Regions from separate parts of the Mus musculus genome. Here regions 1, 2 and 3 are each linked to region 4. The links are chromatin contacts, called in public promoter capture Hi-C maps. All regions are on one chromosome and are shown on one strand. The core of a region is the stretch at or near the end of the contact, and the rest is flanking DNA. Distances in the headings are between cores, read along the strand shown.

Evidence for each region. Promoter capture Hi-C pulls out the DNA fragments that hold promoters and counts their contacts.
Region 1: a contact with region 4 is called in a promoter capture Hi-C map of pre-B cells, with 2.8 times the contacts expected there. The contact joins the promoter of Suz12 here to the promoter of Unc119 in region 4. A contact is called at or near these places in 4 of 39 promoter capture datasets (the C10 cell line, liver and pre-B cells).
Region 2: a contact with region 4 is called in a promoter capture Hi-C map of pre-B cells, with 2.5 times the contacts expected there. The contact joins the promoter of Rnf135 here to the promoter of Unc119 in region 4. A contact is called at or near these places in 2 of 39 promoter capture datasets (the C10 cell line and pre-B cells).
Region 3: a contact with region 4 is called in a promoter capture Hi-C map of liver, with 5 times the contacts expected there. The contact joins the promoter of Utp6 here to the promoter of Unc119 in region 4. A contact is called at or near these places in 4 of 39 promoter capture datasets (the C10 cell line, hippocampal neurons, liver and 1 more) and 2 of 115 datasets of contacts at active chromatin or transcription factors (astrocytes and large pre-B cells).

What each region holds. Positions count from the first base shown.
Region 1 is chr11:79,991,787-79,994,912 of GRCm38.p6, forward strand. Suz12 (SUZ12 polycomb repressive complex 2 subunit) reads left to right here and starts at 1,320. Exons shown (of 16, transcript NM_199196.2): 1 at 1,320-1,813. The coding sequence starts at 1,534.
Region 2 is chr11:80,181,816-80,185,174 of GRCm38.p6, forward strand. Rnf135 (ring finger protein 135) reads left to right here and starts at 2,054. Exons shown (of 5, transcript NM_028019.4): 1 at 2,054-2,440. The coding sequence starts at 2,102.
Region 3 is chr11:79,960,361-79,963,652 of GRCm38.p6, forward strand. Utp6 (UTP6 small subunit processome component) reads right to left here and starts at 2,027. Exons shown (of 19, transcript NM_144826.3): 1 at 1,858-2,027; 2 at 387-471. The coding sequence starts at 1,949.
Region 4 is chr11:78,342,035-78,345,138 of GRCm38.p6, forward strand. Unc119 (unc-119 lipid binding chaperone) reads left to right here and starts at 1,461. Exons shown (of 5, transcript NM_011676.3): 1 at 1,461-1,752. The coding sequence starts at 1,533. It overlaps Pigs (phosphatidylinositol glycan anchor biosynthesis, class S), which reads left to right. Exons shown (of 12, transcript NM_201406.1): 12 at 1-742.

The DNA of each region.
Region 1 (3,126 bases), core at 70-2,569, 1.6 Mb after region 4:
GCTGTAAGGACCGCAGCATACGACCTTGGTGTAGACTTAGGCACAGGGTTCCTCTGTATAGCCCTTGCTGTCCTGGAACTCACTTTGTAGACCAGGCTCGCATCAGAAATCTGCCTGCCTCTGCCTCCCAAGTGCTGGGATTAAAGGTGTGTGCCACCACCACCGAGCATAAAAACATTTTTAGAAAGTTAAAATATAAGCAATATAAGCTGGTTATTTTGTCTAACTTGAAATCCAAGTTATTCAGAGTAAGCCAATTTGTACCAACAGACTTAGGTCGGGTCTGTTTATCTTTTTTTTTTTTTTTTTTTTTTGGTTTTTCGAGACAGGGTTTCTCTGTGTAGCCCTGGCTGTCCTGGAACTCACTTTGTAGACCAGGCTGGCCTTGAACTCAGAAATCCGCCTGCCTCTGCCTCTGGAGTGCTGGGATTAAAGGCGTGCGCCACCGCCCAGTTTATCTATCTTTTTAAACAAGACACTCAAAACACAGCGTTCCTCACAAGCTTTTGGCAGTACAATAAATAAAACTTCAAGAAATGTCTTTACTTCGAATCACCTATTTGTCTCAGAGAAAATGAAGTATCTACTTTGCTCGCATCGTGTTGAGAAGCCACAACCCAATTCCACAGAATCCCAAAACCTCACATCACTTAACAAAACAAAACCAAGTCTCCTTAATTTCTGAGAAACGGCCGCCACAAAATAGGTCGCTCCCTTTCGTAGGCGAGCCCTTCACGTCCGACAACCCAGTGGCTGCGCTAGGGGATTTCGGCCATGGGTGGCTTGGGGCACGTGGCGGCCAGGGGATCCGATCTCCTCCTGCCTCAGTGGAGATGAGACTGAGCACACAGCACCCCCGGGGCAGGTCACTTCCTGAGACCACACAGTCTCGGGATCCGCGGTGGACCTCCGCTCCTTTCAAAGGCCCCTTCGCCTTCAGTTTCTCAGTCACCCGCCTCTCTCTCCAGGGGACCTCTGCCCCCCTGGGGGCGGCGACTGACGAAGCTCTCAAGGCGAGAAACGGCTCCCAAAGCCGCTCGCGAGTCCCCCTCTGCCCACAATGCACCGGGACGAGCAGGAAGGCCGCTCCGACCCCTCATTTTCCCGCGAATTCAGTTCAAAGAGGCGTCCGGGCCCGCGGTCGGCAGCGCGCACGGGCCAACCAAGCCGCGCCTCCGCGAGAAGCGCCTCCGCGTGACTGACGGGGGACTCTGCGGACCAACGGGCTGGGCGGCCCGGCGGCGCGCGCTCCCGCCGGCCAATCAGAGCGCCGGGCGGGGAAAGTGGGCGGAGCGAGGCCAGGGTAGGGTGAGCGGCCTCCGAAGCGGAGCGGGGCTCGGAGGAGACACTTTTTTTTTTTCCTCCCTCCTTCCCTCCTCTCCTCCTCCCTTCCCTTCCCCTCTCCTCCCCTCTCTCCTCCTTCCCCCCTCGGTCCGCTGGAGCCTGCTGGGGCGAGCGGTTGGTGTAGCAGGCGCGCTCACTCTCCGGGGCCGCCCGGCGGGTAGCTGGCGGGGGGAGGAGGCAGGAACCGCGATGGCGCCTCAGAAGCACGGCGGTGGGGGAGGGGGCGGCTCGGGGCCCAGCGCGGGGTCCGGGGGAGGCGGCTTCGGGGGTTCGGCGGCGGCGGTGGCGGCGGCGGCTTCGGGCGGCAAATCCGGCGGCGGGGGCTGTGGAGGCGGCGGCAGTTACTCGGCCTCCTCCTCCTCGGCGGCGGCCGCGGCGGCGGCGGCGGGGGCCGCGGTGTTGCCGGTGAAGAAGCCGAAAATGGAGCACGTCCAGGCTGACCACGAGCTTTTCCTCCAGGCCTTTGAGAGTGAGTGTGAGCGGCTTCGAGGGCAGGGGTGCCCCTCTCCGGCGTTCGGGGCACGGGGCACTCCGCCGGGTTCTCGGAGAGTCCACTTGCTTTGGGAGTGGAGGGAGGACTCGCTGGGGAACGCCGGGGTCCCGAGCAGGTCCCTGACTCCCGGAAGGGTCGCCCCGGGGCCCCCAGGTTCAGAGCAGCCTTGGAGGTGGGGACGTGACGGTTGAACTGAGCGCATATAGATCCCGAGACGAGTTGGTGTTTTCGTTTGTGTCTTCCTTACTCCACAAGTACAGGGATTATAGTTGTAGGTTTCGGGGGGACGAGACACAGCCTGTCCGGAGATGAGTGTTGTAAAGCCGAGGAAATTGTCATGGGTCTGAAATGCGTTCGTACCCACTCTGGCTGCGTGTGAGTGAACACGCAGCATTTGAAACCTTTTAAGCTTTTCAAACCTTTCCGCCCATTTTATGGGTGCGTAGACTGAGAGAGACAGAATGGGGCAAGCGTCCTCTCCGTGGACAACCTTGGAGTTGTTTCTTAATTCCAGAACATTTTTTTTTTAAATCCCGGTTTTTCGTTTTAAAAGATGCGTGGAGGGCGAAACTGACTTTTTTGGAAAGGGGATCACACAGTGCCTGGAAACAAACAATAGAATTTATAAACATTATGACTATAAATAAAATTGTTACTAAGTGGGCATTATATCCTGATGGTTTTGCACCTCTTTTGTGTAGATAGTGGAATTTAGCAATCTTCTAGCTGGGTATTTTACGGCAACTTGAATGAAGTCAGCTTTGCCGTTGAATCTCTTTATTTACACTATATCCGTGGCATATGTTATGGGCTTTGGTATCAGCTGTGCTTGGAAAGACGTTTTACATTGTTTTAATACTCTTCCTTCATTTTCATTGATTCTTCGTGAAATTCTTATTGGAATTTAATACAAATCATTTCGATTTTTGAATATTGAAACAGATAATTGGTCATGCTTCAGAGATCGTTATTCTTTTGCTTAATATACTTTTACAAAAATCTGAAAAGCTTTTAAATATAATCAGAACTGAAGGACAGTAATGAGAATAAATACACTTGTTTGTACCTCTTCTAAGACATCTCATCTCCTTTTACTTTAACTTGAAACTAAAACTAAATTGAAGATTAATTGGAAATTTAAAACTTTCTAAATGTTATGAGAAAACCAATCCTCTAGGAAGGTTTTAACTACTAGCTTTCAATGAAATCCACTTGCAAGAAAACAGTTACCATTAAGAGTTAGATCTTTTTTTTACCCCTAATACTTAATTCAGTTTCTAGACATTAAG
Region 2 (3,359 bases), core at 804-3,303, 1.8 Mb after region 4:
CCCAAGGTACTTGTTAGGTGCTTCTTTGTTTCTTCTTTCAGTGGAATGAAGAGATGTAATCGTTCTCTCTTCAGCAGAGTGAGGTGGTTTTTAAGAGATTCCACATAACACACATGCACACACACACACACACACACACACACACACTTATGTTTTTTAAATGACAGAGCCTCATGTGGTCCAGGAGGCACTGTCTTTCTCCTTTCCTTTCCTTTCCTTTCCTTTCCTTTCCTTTCCTTTCCTTTCCTTTCCTTTCCTTTCCTTTCCCTTCCCTTCCCTTCCCTTCCCTTCCCTTCCCTTCCCTTCCCTTCCCTTCCCTTCCCTTCCCTTCCCTTCCTTTCCTTTCCTTTCCTTTCCTTTCCTTTCCTTTCCTCCTTTCTTTTTCTTTTTCTTTTTCTTTTTCTTTTTTCTTTCTTTCTTTCTTTCTTTCTTTCTTTTTTTTCTTTCTTTCTTTTTTTTGAGTCAGGGTCTCTTAATGTAGCCCTGAGTGTTCTGGAACTCACTCTGTAGATCAGGCTGGCCTCAAACTTAACAGAGATCTGTCTGTCTGCCTCCTGAGTGCTGGGATTACAGATGTGTGCCTTCATGCCTGATGAGGTCCTCTGAATTTACTGATTTTTTTTTAATTCCCCGGTCAGAGAAGCTGCAATACAAATTCTGGATGTGTCTCTCCAGAGTGCAGCTCCCTGGGGAGGTGGATCCTCTCTAGCTTCTAAAGTTCTTTGGACCTGACTGCTGAGGTACCTGCTAGAGCAGTGATTCTCAATGAGTGGGTCATAACACCTTTGGCAAACTCCTATATTCACATGACTATTCATAACAGTTGCAAAATTACAGTTGTGAAGTAGCAAGAAAATTATTTTTTAAAGATTTGTTCATTTATTTTATGTATATGAGTACACTGTAGCTGTCTTCAGACATACCAGATCCCATTACAGATGGTTGTGAGCCACCATGTGGTTGCTGAGTACTGAATTCAGGACCTCTGGAAGAGTAGTTGGTTATTTTTTTTTTAAAGATTTATTTATTTATTATATGTAAGTAAACTGCAGCTATCTTCAGACACACCAGAAGAAGGCATCAGATCCCATTATGGATGGTTGTGAGCCACCCTGTGGTTGCTGGGCATTGAACTCGGGACTTTGGAAGAGCAATCAGTGCTCTTAACTGCTGAGCCATCTCTCCAGCCCTGATTTACTTATTTTTTTTTCTTTTTCCATTTTTTTTTTTTTTTGGTTTTGTTTTGTTTTGTTTTTCGAGACAGGGTTTCTCTGTATAGCCCTGGCTGTCCTGGAACTCACTTTGTAGACCAGGCTGGCCTCGAACTCAGAAATCCGCCTGCCTTAAAGGCGTGCTCCACCACGCCTGGCTTCCAATTTTTTGTTAGGTATTTTCTTCATTTACATTTCAAATGCTATCCCGAAAGTCTCCTATACCCTCCCCCCAGATTTACTTATTTTTAAGAAGAGCAAATAAAGACTGAGGCTGTCTTTTTTTTTTTTTTTTTTTTTTTTAATTAATTATATGTAAGTACACTGTAGCTGTCTTCAGACACACCTGAAGAGGGCATCAGATCTCATTACGGGTGGTTGTGAGCCACCATGTGGTTGCTGGGATTTGAACTTCAGACCTTCGGAAGAGCAGTTGGGTGCTCTTACCCACTGAACCATCTCACCAGCCCCTGAGGCTGTCTTTTAATGTCATTTAATGCATATGAGTACACTGTAGCTGTCTTCGGACACACCAGAAGAGGGCATTAGATCCCATTTTTGTTGCTACTTCATAACTGTAATTTTGATACTCTTATGATTCTAAAATGAGTTCCTGAAGCGGACCTTCTTCATAGCTTAAGTTGTTGGGGTTGCGTGTTTGTGGCTAGGCGAGCAGGACCCAACTACTAGAGAGAGATGATTTTTCCAGGCCAAAATCCAGGCAGGTAGCCAGCAATGTCCGGCGCTTTTAGAGGCTGGGGAGAATTAGCAGCTGGGCGGGTCGAGCTGATGGGAGGGGCGGGGCGAGCTGATGGACAAGGCGAAGTGTTGCCGGGGAAGTTAGTAGGACAAGGCGGAACCTAAGGGTGCTTCCTGGCTGTCGCCTAATTATGGCGGCCGTTTGTTCTGGCAATGCAGTCCCCGTGTGGCTGAGCGAGGACGACCTGAGCTGCATTATCTGCCAAGGGCTACTAGACCAGCCCACCACGCTGCCCTGTGGCCACAGCTTCTGTCTCCGGTGCCTCCATGACCTGTGGGTCTCGAAGCGTGGGGCCGTGGATGGCTGCCCTTGGGCTTGCCCCATATGTCGGAAGGGTCCCTTGACAAAGCCCAAGCTGCACAAGAACCCGCTGCTGCAAGACCTGGTGGACAAGTACCTCCAAGCGGCGCGGGAGGTCGAGGCTGGCTCGGAGCCTGAACCCGCCCCCGCGCCGCGTTCTGCGCCCCAGGTAGGAAGCCTGCACCGGACTTCCAGATCTCTTTTTCTGCCACAAAATTTGCTCAGTCTAATCTGTTTTCTGGAGAACCTTAAAAAGTTTATAGCTGTATAAAGAAATACAAAAGCCCAATGTGGTGGCCCCATGCCTGCAATTCCCCGTTTTGGAGTGGCTTGCCCCACAGGGCCAGAGTTACATAGTAAGATCCCATCACAAACAGTTAAAAATCCAAGTCCCATCCACCCGAGGTGTGGTGCACACTTGTATAGTTTTAGTTTTTCCCAGCCTTCTGTGATGTCTGGAGATTCTTAGTGTGGTAGAATGTATGTGCCACAAAAATTGCCATTTTCCCCCTTAACTCAATTGGCCTATTTGTATATTTATTGAGACAGGGTCTAACTAGACTAGACTAGGATGGCATTGAACCTGGGGTGACTCCCTCGGCTTTCCAAGTCTGGGATTACAGGTGTGGGCCACTTGAACTCAAAACTTTGCCTGCTTCTGCTTTTCAAGAGCTGGGATCAAACACAGGTGCCACGACTGGCCATCTGAACAATTTTTTAGTGTACAGTTCGATGGCATCTCTCTTATTTCCAATACTGTGCTTCTGTCACCGCTGTTGCCAAGGTAATTTCATCAACTTAAAAAAGACCTCTGTACCCACTCACTAAGCAATAACACCTGATTCCTGTCCCTCCAGCCTCTCTGTATCTCATCTCTCATAAGCTTTATGTCTGAGTTTACCTGTTATATTAGGTCAGAAAGCGACGCACTGAGACCACCACTCCCATTCAAAGGCAAGAGTGTTTTTTGTTTGAAGAAAGCAAGAACCCTGCATGCAGGGGCCAGCCACTTATAAAAATGGTGACCCCAGACAAAGGGGCACAAGGCATCCATGGGAAACTAGAGGAATTTTATCAAACATTAGGTA
Region 3 (3,292 bases), core at 777-3,276, 1.6 Mb after region 4:
CACAATGATGTTGCTGATCTACTGACCCAACAGGAGGAAATAGTTCACTCTGACAAGGACCAAGCCTTATTGGGCAATTGCCCTCCACACAGTCATCTCTGATCCTAATTTTAAAAAACGTGCACACAATCATAGAATTCTGGATTTCTGTAGAAAACTGCTGTGAAGCTCACCACTGTCTGATTTAAAATTCTTGAAGGGAGCTGGGCGTGGTGGCGCACGCCTTTAGTCCCAGCACTTGGGAGGTAGAGGCAGGTGGATTTCTGAGTTCGAGGCCGGCCTGGTCTACAAAGTGAGTTCCAGGGCTACACAGAGAAATCCTGTCTCGAAAAACCAAAAAAAAAAAAAATTCTTGAAGGGAATTAAAAAGCTATAGACTCACTCACTTGAACATAGTTGATAAAGTCTTCCTTGAGAAGGGTTCTCCGATGTATTTTGTATTCTAGGTCGGAAGCCTTCTTGATGATAGCCCTGCAGAGAGAGCAAATTACACTGTGACATTTGAGAGGTTAAATGTGATTTTTATTTGGGATATACCGAAAACGGACATTTAACAGGAACATCTAGTTCCTGAACACAGTTATCTTCCACAGGCAAAGCACGCATTCTCTTACACACTTACTCTATGCTGTTACACACTTACTCTATGCTGTTAAGAACATCCACATACAGTTTTAAACTTTCAGGAAAATCACCTCAGTTGCCAAGATCATTACTGTTCCCACCAGCAAAGTAAATAATGCCTAATGCTTTTTATTATTTATACATACTAACAAAGATTTCTCCTCCAAATTTAGGCTACTTAGGGGCTTGTCTTGGGGTGTGTGTGTGTGTGTGTGTGTGTGTATGTATACATTCTCTAGAATCAAACTCAAGGCGTTGGCATGCTAAGCAAGCACTCTGCAATGCTCTTAGCTTCAATGCTTAGGTTTTTGTTAACCAAATCTCTATCCTAAAATCTTGGGTCTATTTTCAGCATGTAAATTCTTAAAACCTAAATTGTCTCTAACTAAATATTACGACAAAGGAGTGAGCATACATGTGTTCTAAGAAAAACAGAATACTCAAGACAATATTTAAGAATGGTAACACATTTAGCACCGCGCCCCCCTTGTTTTTCCAGACAGGTAGCACTCACAGGGATCCGCCCACCTCTGCCTCCCAAGTCCTGGGATTGAAGGCCGGTGCCCTGACTCCGGGCAACATTTAGCACTTTCTAAGCGTCCTCGCGGTGTTTCCTAACGTTTTTCTTTGCGGATCCTACACTCACACTACTACTGCACTTTTATCTAGAGTCATAGAAAAGTAAACTGTTACAGAAAATCACTAAAAGTAACTGATTTTACCAAATTACCAAATGCCAACTATATTCCGTGCCCTGTGGCAGAGCGCTAAAGAAGCATAGGAAATGAATTGAATGGTCTTCAGTCTATAAGTTTAGTTAGGGAGACCTACCCACTCCCCCTGGGCTTCCGTGGCGCTGTACTCGACTATCTAAAGCTGTATACCCCAAACTTTTAAACTATAACCATTTTCTAATCGGAATTCTCCCGCCATTCACACTGCCCAGTATCCTTGACGGGCTAGGATCCTGGCTGGATCACCTTTACGGCCGCAAGACCCTGACCATTGGATGACGGTCAGTAGGAAGGGTAAACGGACTGATTATGGATCGCATTGCAATACGTTAAAGTTGAATTCTGACCGTGGTCAAATTCCAGCCACGGACTTTTCCCTCTGCTAGCATGGTAGCTACAAACAAACTCAGAAAAGTCAGCACGCCGGTCCCCGCCACACACTGGCCTCAAGCTCCCCTCCGGCCTCCCCGCTCCTTCCTCTTCCCTGATCCTCTCTCACTTAATCTCCGCGTGACTGAAGAGTCCGATGCGCTCCAGCTGTTCCAACTCCGGGATTCGATCTTCTATACGTTCCTGAATTATCTCCGCCATGAGGCTGGAACTTCACAAGCAGCCGGGCGGCCGATAAGCGTAGAGAACAGCCACCTTTCAGCCTCACTCTTAGTGATTGACTGAACGTGCTTCGTAAGTCCCGCCTTTTCCGCTTCCGCCATTGGGGAGCCCCTCTTTTCTAGCGAAGCCGCTGTCGCCTCCCTGTGGTTGACTATAGGATTGCAGCAAGAACCTTTTCCGGTCTGGGAATGCATCTTTTGCGGGGGCGGGGCTGGGGGCGGGGCTAAATCCTCGCGCCTCGGAGACCGGAAAAAGCTCCTCCCGGAATACCTGATAGGAGCTTTAAGTACGCTACCTGGAAGTCATTTGTTTTTATCATGCTCCTGTCGCAGGTTCTCGCTTCTCGTCACCGAGAACACTGAAAACTAAAAAATGTAACTGAAGACGATATTGTTAATTATGCAAATTCGATGAGGCTCTAAGGCTGCGGACCAGCTGCCCTGGTCTTAGTCGGCTGGCTTCACGAAACCAGTATGGTAACCGTGCATTTTCACGTCCCAATGAAAGCCTCTGAATGGTTGGTTCTTTTTAAAATGGTGAGAAAAAATGTATTATTTAAATAATTAGGGCCATCGTGCTACCTAGCCTGGCAACCTAAATTCGGTAGAAGGAGAGCACTGACTCCTGCAAATTATCCTCTGATCTCAACACGCGTTCTATGGCGCGTGTGCCCGCCCACGTGAATACACACACGGTTTTTAAATTAAAAATAAATATCTTGACCTATGTAGACAAAATACTTCAAAATTTTAGGCACTGGATAAATAGCAGAAACTGTCATTTGTTTTAGAAAACAATGAAAAGTTTGAAAGTTGGTGAAATAGATCAATATTTACACAGATCTTCCTTACAACATTGTCCAAGCAAATTAGTGTTTCTAAGAGATCCACCTTGGAAGCAACATTGCTGTATAATTACTACCACCTTAAAAAAAAAATCTGTGGTTCCCTTCTCTGTTAAGTTCTGGAAGATGATAAAAAGCCAAAGCAGGGCTTCTTGCTAGACCTGTTATTAGAACACTCACGTCGTTACCCCGGTCTTCTACGTGATTTATGAGAGGGAACTAGACTTCATAGTCACCCAGAGCCACCCAGCTCCTTGCTTTCCTTCCCTTTCTGTTTCACATCTTGTCCCACTGGCCTCAGAACTGACACAAAGGTCAATGTGAGCTTCATCACTTCCCAGCCCTTTCAGATCTAAGATCTGAGACATGGAAGGAAATCATGTATGTAAATTAAAGATGCAGTTTCCTTGTAATAGTAACGCAGGACTTGTTGTTATTAGTCAGAATGGGGATGACTGTGAACAGCAAGTCCAGTGTG
Region 4 (3,104 bases), core at 211-2,710:
CTCCTCTCTAGCCACGCTGGGAGGGTGTTGGGCCAAGAGACCAAGGCAAGGTCTGCTGGTGATGACATGTCTTCACTCTCGCCCGTGGGCTCTCTACGGATGGCACTCCACGATGGGCTCCCTTCCCCTCCTAGTCCACTGGCTTGCTCCTCCATGCCTACAAGCCTCAGAAGGTACCCTTCCTGATCTCCATATCTGGCTCGAACTTGAAAGCCTTTGTGTGCCTACCTCTGGACAGGGGTACTTTGTCCTTGCAGCCTGTCAGCACAGCATACAAACGCACTGAGAGGTGAATTTAGGGGAGTACTTGAGTTGAATTGTAGCCCTGTCCTCTCCACTTCTGAGACCACCTCCCTCCTTCCTCAGCTTCTTGACTGGCGTCACCCACTGGGGACAGCCTGGTCTAGGAGGCAGTGGCTTAGGATCTTCTACCTTGTGGCTAAGGTTCCCCTCTACCCTTTCAGAGAGGTAGTGTGGAACAGGAGAAAACATTTCTGACTTGGAACCCAACAGGCCTGAATCAGACTCCGGCTTCTGCACTTAACAGACTAGAGAGCATCAGCTAAGCCGCTCCTCGCTCCTCACCTGAGCCTCAGGTTTCCATTGGTGGGAAAGCACTGATGATGTCACCCTCAGAAAGGGGCTGGATTAAATGTGATAAGCCTGTAAAAGTGTTCTGTATATTGGGCTCTTTAAAAACATACATTAGACTGTTATTAAACGTTGGTTGAATATGAGTTGATATGGATGACCATAACTCGTTCTTGTGTGAGAAGCAGACTGACCTGTTCTAGCTCACCATGTGTTCTTCCTGCCTCCCGTCCTGAGCATCCTGGGGACGGCTCGACACCTGGGCTGTGCTGCCTGCATGTTGTAGGGTGCCTGCGGATTGTAGGGTGCCTGAAGCAGCTTTTAGCAGGAGTTCTAGTGGGGAGTAGCTTGAGCCAGTGACAGCCCTGGGATAGCAACTCAATTCAACAAAGGAAAATACTGGGTGGGTACTGGCTGCAAGGAGCTGTGTGGTAGTGCTAGGGTGTTACGAGGAACAGTGTATAGAGCATCTCTGCTTTCATAGAGCTGACCTTTGAGGAGGAAGGGTCAGGGAACAAGCAAGAATTTCACTTAATGTATTACAAAAAAAAAAGGGCTGGTTAGCTGGAAATTGAGAAGAAGTACTTTAGAACTGGGTGGGTTGAGACCTGGGCTGAAGTCAGGACAAAGGTATCAGGGAAAGACCTTGAGGTTGGAACCCAGGAGAGAAAGAGGAGAGGTATTCGGTAACTACATTGTCAAAAAGAATCTACATTGTCAAAAAGTTCACAAGGACCCCCAGGATTCTGGCTCCCCCGCTGGAGACGCCAGGCGGTGGGCGGGGTATGTGTGACCCGCCTCCCGTGGGCGTGACCAAGGCGGGACGGCACCTGGGGCCCGGCCGGGGGTGGGGCGGCGGACGCTCCCCCTTCCCCTGGCTCCAGCCGGCGCAAGCAGCGGCGGCGGTGGCAGCGGGCGAGGATCTGCGGCCCCGCGAGGCCATGAAGGTGAAGAAAGGCGGCGGCGGGACCGGGTCGGGGGCGGAGCCCGTTCCAGGGGCCTCGAACCGGAGCGCGGAGCCCACGCGGGAGCCTGGGGCGGAAGCTGAGTCCGGGTCCGAGTCGGAGCCGGAGCCAGGCCCGGGGCCCAGGCTGGGGCCGCTGCAGGGCAAGCAGCCCATCGGGCCGGAGGATGTGCTGGGGCTGCAGCGGATCACGGGTGGTGAGCACCGGCGAGGGAGCGCCACCCGCGGGCTGGAGGGAGAGCGCGGGAGGGGGCCCACGAGGCTCAGAGTCCAGCCCCCACCCCTCCCCCACGCAGTGCCCCTCCTCTGTATCCCCTTACTCTCTCTCTCTTTGCCTCCAAGCCTGAAATCTCTGTGCTCTTTCCCTTGGTCTCTTGATGCGCCCCCTCCTCTCCTTGAAGTGGCTTCTTTTCACCCCACTCCTTCTTTTTCAAGGGGCCCACCCCTTTTCCCATGGTGGAGGTGGGGCAGCAGCTGCATCTGTAACCCTTTCCCCAGTGGAGTCTTCGGAACCCTTTGAGGGTGCTCGCACAGAGGAGTGTGCCTCATTGCAGGCTGTCTTCAGTGGCCACATCAGGCTAGGTGGAGGCAAGGAAAACCTTCAGGCTCCCTGACCGACCGTTATAGCCCTCACTCTGCTTCCCCGAGGAAGGCTGAGGCCATACTCTGCCCAGGAACATTGCTGATACGGGTGCTTCCGTCTGTTGGCTGTGGGCCCTGTGATGGAAGCAAGTGCGTGACCCCCCTCCCCCCAAGTCAGGACTTGTTCTTTTTCCAGGGCTCTCTCATCAAGGGAAGGCTAGTCTCCACTGAAACTGAGTTTCTGAGCTGTGCTACCTGGATTAGAGTCCCAGAGTTTGCCCGGAAATTGGCTGTGTGACCTTGGGGATGTAATTTCATTTGCAGGAGCATGTTTGCTTTTTTTTTTTTTTTTTTTTTTTTTTCCCATCTGTAAAATGGGAACAAGAACAATGTTACCTCCCTCAAGGTTATTGTGAAAAATAAAGCCAGTCTTCTGATTTTGGACAATGTTTGGCATGCTGTGCACGCTGTCAACAGGGTTCCTTTATCAACAGTGTTGGAAGCTACATAGGACTGTTCAGAGTGGCTGCCTGCAGGCAGATAAGTGATCGTTCAGGGCCAAGGCAGGCACCGCTACAGACAGTGCACAAGGACTAGAGAGTCTTCTGGCAAAAGGTTGGCTGAGCCTTGAGGAATGGAAGGTATTTGGAGAGACAGTGGCGGGTTGCCTTGGAATGGGTAGGTCACCAGCAACCTGCTCCGGCTCCACTTGTGAGCTTAGACTTCCCTTCTCTGGGATGGACACGGGTGCTAGTGTGGAAATAAACCCGCTAGCCTCAGGAGCAGCAGAGCCCAGGGCTCCCAGACAGCTGTGGAGGGGACCAGGATGACAGGCCTGAGCTTGTGCATCTGGGTCCCCAGGGGCCTCCCTCCTCCTTCCAGGGCTAGACAGCGGCATTCTTGGCTAGACTTCCCCAGCACTTGCTTCCTTGGCCAGGCAGCCCTCAGTGGAGGGAGGGGCCTTGAC